2 separate regions of the Pan troglodytes genome follow, and region 2 is linked to region 1. A link is a contact called in public capture Hi-C data. All regions are on one chromosome and are shown on one strand. The core of a region is the stretch at or near the end of the contact, and the rest is flanking DNA. Distances in the headings are between cores, read along the strand shown.

The links. Capture Hi-C pulls out chosen DNA fragments and counts their contacts.
Region 2: a capture Hi-C map of stem cell-derived neural stem cells shows a contact between it and region 1, with 4 times the contacts expected there. The contact joins two enhancer-like sites. A contact is called at or near these places in 3 of 7 Hi-C or Micro-C datasets (blood and induced pluripotent stem cells), 1 of 1 datasets of contacts at active chromatin or transcription factors (stem cell-derived excitatory neurons) and 1 of 1 other capture datasets (stem cell-derived neural stem cells).

What each region holds. Positions count from the first base shown.
Region 1 is chr1:222,419,550-222,422,344 of NHGRI_mPanTro3-v2.0_pri, reverse strand. It overlaps SLC25A33 (solute carrier family 25 member 33), which reads left to right. Exons shown (of 7, transcript XM_009447908.5): 6 at 1,782-2,062. Among named protein-coding and RNA genes, the nearest start is that of TMEM201, 9.2 kb to the right of the region's middle. Within about 2 kb of position 1,439, at least 1 of the 24 cell types and tissues checked has an H3K27ac peak or open chromatin away from gene starts, as enhancers often do. A contact at or near this core is called in stem cell-derived neural stem cells, where this site is marked.
Region 2 is chr1:222,731,645-222,734,397 of NHGRI_mPanTro3-v2.0_pri, reverse strand. H6PD (hexose-6-phosphate dehydrogenase/glucose 1-dehydrogenase) reads left to right here. Exons shown (of 5, transcript XM_003307794.6): 5 at 1-2,753. Among named protein-coding and RNA genes, the nearest start is that of SPSB1, 23 kb to the right of the region's middle. Within about 2 kb of position 1,322, at least 5 of the 24 cell types and tissues checked have an H3K27ac peak or open chromatin away from gene starts, as enhancers often do. A contact at or near this core is called in stem cell-derived neural stem cells, where this site is marked.

The sequences.
Region 1 (2,795 bases), core at 190-2,689:
CCCAAAGTGCTGGGAATACAGGTGTGAGCCACCGCACCCGGCCTCTGGATGGTTTTAAGCACGGGAGTTGCATGGTTGGATTTGTGTTAGAAAGGTCACTGCGGCTAAGGAGCGGGAACAGTCTATGCGGAGATAATAAAGAAGGGAGAGAGCCCAGCTGAGACTGAAGCCCAAGGGGCCCCAGGTCTGCGCCCGCTCGGAGGGGTCTGTGATGTGTGACCAGTGCACACCTAACTACACTCATCTGGTGGCTCACTCCTGCCTTGCAGCCAGGCAGTTCATAAATGCTTTATGTCCTGGGGTAGGAGCCTCTAAACCTCATGGTTTTCATTTGCTGTTTTATTTTGATGTTTTATGATTTTATAAATTTAGCAATAATAGAATCTATTTGGAGACGAGTGTGATCAGAAATCTAATAAGTAGCCTCACCAACAGGTTGGAATGTTCCTATTTTTCTTTCTTATTATTTTTTTTTTTTTGTAGAGATAGAGCCTCACTACATTGGCCAGGCTGGTCTTGAACTCCTGGCCTCAAGCAGTCCTCCCGCCTTGGCCTCCCAAAGTGCTGGGATTACAGGTGTGAGCCACTGCGCCCAGCCCTTGTGATCATCCTTTACCTTTAACTTAGTCCTGTTTTCCACTGAAAGCATTCCCTGTGTCTCACGGCCTTGTGACTTAATCTAGCAGATATACCGTGGTCAGCTATCTAGATTGTTGTCCTGATTGTTTTGCAGTTGTAGTTCCTCTGTGATGAGCCTTACTGCTCCCTGCAGCTCTTTCTAAAATTAGGTCAAATGCTAATGTTTTTATGAATATGTTTCTATGACTCTTGATACAGATGTAGCTAGTGTTCTGTGGGCCTGTCAGGTGTGCCAGCTACTTGGTCTGGCCTCACAGTGGGCTGGAGGTCAGCTGACAACAGTACAAAGATACGTGGGAAAAACTCTCCTCAAACCATGTTTTTCCTCCACTGTCACACCACAACAGTCATTGACACAGAAGATGACTTCTGTGACCAAATGTGTAGGGGGTTTTTCCACACACACCAAACAGCGGACACCAGCTGGGTGTCCTCTCGTTCACTTCCGACACTGTCTACCAGGAGACAGCCCCACAGATTGGGGGCTCAGTCCCCAAGACTGCCCACCCCCCGCCCACCCACTTACCCACACACCAGTTGTATGTCTGGGCCTCCAGAGCTTCTGAACGACCAGCTTCAAGTTGGGGTTCCCATGACCCTCTCTTTGGATTCTATTAATGTGCTGGAGTGGCTCACAGAACTCAGGGAAACACTTAATATTTACTGGTTTGTTATAGAGGACATCGCAAGGATACAGAAGAAGAGACAGGTAGGGCCAGGTACAGAGTAAGGGGCGTGGAGCTTTCATACCCTCCCCGGGGGCCACCCTCCAGGAGCCTCCATGCGATCAGCTCTGGAAGCTCCCTGAACCCTGTCCTCTTGGGTTTTTCTGGAAGCTTCCTGTCAGCAGCATTCCTTCTCCCAGGGGATAGGAGGGGACTCTCATGGAGTAAGACCAACAAGGTAAGGACATTAGAGGATGGCCTTGGGGCAGGTGCAAGGAGATCAAGGGACTGTCAGAGGCTGCCCCTGCGGCCTCACACACCCCACATAACAAAAGACAAGGGCTATGAGAGTTAGGAGCCAGGAAACAAGTATCCTAACACCACAAGGAAGACCCGTACCTGTTATCCTACTGTGTGATGTCTGTGTTCCGCCATGATATGTCTCCTTAACAGCCTGTGTTGGTCTCTTTTATGCAGAGTGAGGGGCTCTAAGCAGATGAATACACTCCAGTGTGCTCGTTACGTTTACCAGACCGAAGGCATTCGTGGCTTCTATAGAGGATTAACTGCCTCGTATGCTGGAATTTCCGAAACTATAATCTGCTTTGCTATTTATGAAAGTTTAAAGAAGTATCTGAAAGAAGCTCCATTAGCCTCTTCTGCAAATGGGACTGAGAAAAATTCCACAAGTTTTTTTGGACTTATGGCAGCTGCTGCTCTTTCTAAGGGCTGTGCCTCCTGCATTGCTTATCCACACGGTATGTTTTGCTTTTGTTCTTCCAGAGCAGTAAAACAGCTGTCACGTTTGTTGTTTGTGGGTATATCTAGACTTCTGTGGCGCACATTGAGGTGCAGGATCCCTGCAGGTAAGGTCAGTGAGTATGAGGGAAACAGCTCTAACCGCATGGACAGAGGTCACGTGAGTGGTGGGAACTCGACCTTACTCAAATCCAGCTGATAATAGCCAAAACTTGTTGTGCAGAAACGCAGGTCCTGGGTTGCTGAACTTTTGCTGTTTTCAAGGAAGCTAAAAATCTGGATTGTATTTAATATTCCTTGAATCAAAATAATAATATGGGAGCCAAACTTACTCAGCCTCGGCGGGGCACGGTGGCTCACGCCTGTATTCCCAGCACTTTGGGAGGCTGAGGCGGGCGGATCATGAGGTCAAGGGATTGAGACCAGCCTGGCCAACATGGTGAAACCCCGTCTCTACTAAAAATACAAAAATTAGCTGGGTGTGGTGGCGCACGCCTGTAGTCCCAGCTACTTGGGAGGCTGAGGCAGGAGAATCGCTTGAACCCGGGAGGTGGAGGTTGCAGTGAGCCGAGATCAAGCCACTGCACTCCACCCTGGCAACAGAGCGAGACTCTGTCTCAAAAAAAAAAAAATAATAATAATAATAATAATCATTCAGCCTCTATTTCTAATGGAGCCTTAAGGCTACTTTGGGTAAGTTTATTTTTTTAAGTTATAGAATTGTTGACCTAC
Region 2 (2,753 bases), core at 73-2,572, 310 kb before region 1:
GGGCAACATAGTGAGACCCCATCTCTACAAAAAGTTTTAAAACCAGGTATGGTGGTGCCCTCCTGTGGTCCCAGCTACTCGGGAGTCTGAGGTGGGAGGATCACCTGAGCCCAGGAGACTGAGGCTGCAGTAAGGTGTGATTGCACTATTGCTCTCTAGCCTGGAAAACAGAGTGAGACCCTGTCTCAAAAAAAAAAAAAAAAGGAAAGAGTGATGACAACAGCCCAGGGAGCAGCCCCGCTCAGAACCCAAGTCCCAAGTTCCAGCGCTGTGTTCCCAGGCAGGCTGTTTGCCTCTTCCTGGTCTGGAAGCCCTTGGGTCCTATGGTGGCGGCAGCTCCCACAGTCCAGGTTGCCTGGTGGGGACCAATGATTCCATCCGCATGGAAGCCCACGTGTGCACTTAGGGGCCCATAAATGGCAGAAGGGCCCCTCCTTTGGGAGACCATGTCAGTCAGCATCTCTAGGGCAAGCGTGATTACCATTTGTAGAGGGGAAGGAATCAAGGGACTTTAAGCTAGATCAAAATCTGGGGACAAATTCTCCTGCTAACTGCAAGTTAAAATAGGCCCTTTTTACTGAATTTCCTTGTTTGTTTCTCTGAAGACAATGCTTTAGCCCTACTCTTGGGCCCCCAAGTTAGCAGAGTAATCAAAGCTTCCTACCGTTTGGCCTACTATTCCAGACTAGTCCCTCGAGGGGTTCCATTCCAAAATATGCAGAGCTCAGGCTCCCAATTCCGGGCCTGTCTGCTTTGCTTGTGTTTCTCCTGTCTCTGTTCTCCCGGAGGGCCCAGATGGAACTCACGACAGGGAGGGAGACGCTTCCCACAAACCTGCAGGGCTATTTCCCAGAATTTGGTTTTCAAGTACAAAACTTTTTGTCCTGTAAGATATATGCAGCCTCACAGAAGCAGCCTCTGCCTCCACTTTACCAGCTACGTTTTTATCTTAAGCACATGGGGCTCCCTTAGAACTTACTCCACTGATTTAAAAAAAAAAAAAACTGCCTGGCAGCATCTCAGTGTCAGAGTGAGCACGGCACAGGAAAGGCCCGTGGTGACGAGGGTGAGGTGGCCACAGTGACCGGACGACAAATGAGACTCTGCAAATGAGACTCCAGAGGGTGAAGATCTGCGGTCTCCAGACGTCATAGGCCATGTGACCCACTAGGGGCCGCTTACCCCTGGCCGTCCGCTGGCTGAACTGAACGCATTCCCTCTCTCCGCAACTCTCCCGTGAGGCTGCACTAGCACTGGAAGCGGCACTGTTTGCATTGTACATAGGAAGGAAGGAAGTTCTTCCAGCCTCACCAGCACCTGGCAGCGAATCAGAGCCTGTGAGGGCATCCGAAGCAGTGATGCAGTGTCAACCTCCCAGCTGGTGCCACTCTGCCCTCGGGGGCTCCAAGCATTGTAACTCAGTCATGGGAGCTGCCTCTTTGGAAGTGCAGATTTATTCCTGTAATAATCCTGCCTGCTTTTACCTCTCGTCCACTGACTGAGTGTGAGTCGCGGTGTCAGTCGGCACAGTCCAGTGTCCATCTGCATTTGCTCATGCAGAGGGGGTGAGTTGGGCACTCCCTGTTGTTGGTTTTCCTTCTGCAGCGCACTGGGCAGTCTCCCTATAAAACAAAAACCCCACCTTCTGTGCCTTCTGCTTTAGAGCAGAGCTCCCCCTCCCATTTCCTCAGTCTTCCCTGCAGAATCTGTCCACCGGGGAAGGCAGCAGGAACCCTGGGCAGCGGGTGTTCTGGGAAGGCTAGTGACAGCAGATGTCATCCAGGAACAGCCACACACGGTTCTCCAGGCCGCCGTCAGCAGCTCGAGGTGGGGTATGAGTGAGAAGCTGAGGATCTCGCAGCTTGTTGCTGAGCAAGGTGCAACCGGGCTCACGCTGTCATCAGCACAAGACGGGATGGCAAGGGCTTTCAGACGCATTTCTGAGAGTCCAGCAAGCCAGGGGGAAGATGATCCCTTTGCCGAAGTGTTCCCTCTAGCCAACTTTTGGGAGCGCTTCTGTTTGCAAAGCTTTGGGGATGTGCCTGTCTCTGTGTGACCCACGAACGGGAAGGGAGAGCACTGGAGTAATGACACTTCTGCTGCTGCTTTGATTCTCAAGGCTGATCTTTAAAACCCTCGCCTTGCTGACAGGTGCTTTAAAGGCAGTCTGCATCTTTTCTTCCCTTGGTGTGGGAGAGGTAAACACTTTGATTTGCTGAAAGCTGTATGGAGTATATTTGAACAGCTAGTAGTTAGCTTTGAAAGTGGACGTGTGAACAGACACTACCTGTGTCACTTTGGGTCCTTCACTTTACCCCCACAGAAGTCTAGAGGCGTCTGTTACAAAGCGTTACGGGGCGCCTGCATGCAGGAGGAAGGACATGTATTAGCTGGAAATCATCAGGAACCCAGCTTGCCTCCATCTCTCTGAGATGTGCTGGGTACAGCCTGCCCCTCCTAGTTCTGTCCACCGGGAAGAGCCGGCTGGTGGCAGATCCCCAGGGGCAGAGCCCCTGCTGGATCCTGGGAGCTCATCTTTACCTGTGCCGGAGTGGGAACTGTGATTCCAGCCGGGCAGGTCAGAGTAGAGCAGTGCTAAGAGGCTGTTGCAGGAGAACTAGACGGGCGGGGCCTGCTGCATCTGGATCATGTTTCTGTGCTCTGCCCCACGCTAGGGACTCAGGGTCTGGGCTTCTGCCAGGTGAGGAGCAGAGAGACTTCCCTTGGGTGGAGAGGTGTGGGCATGAGAGCCA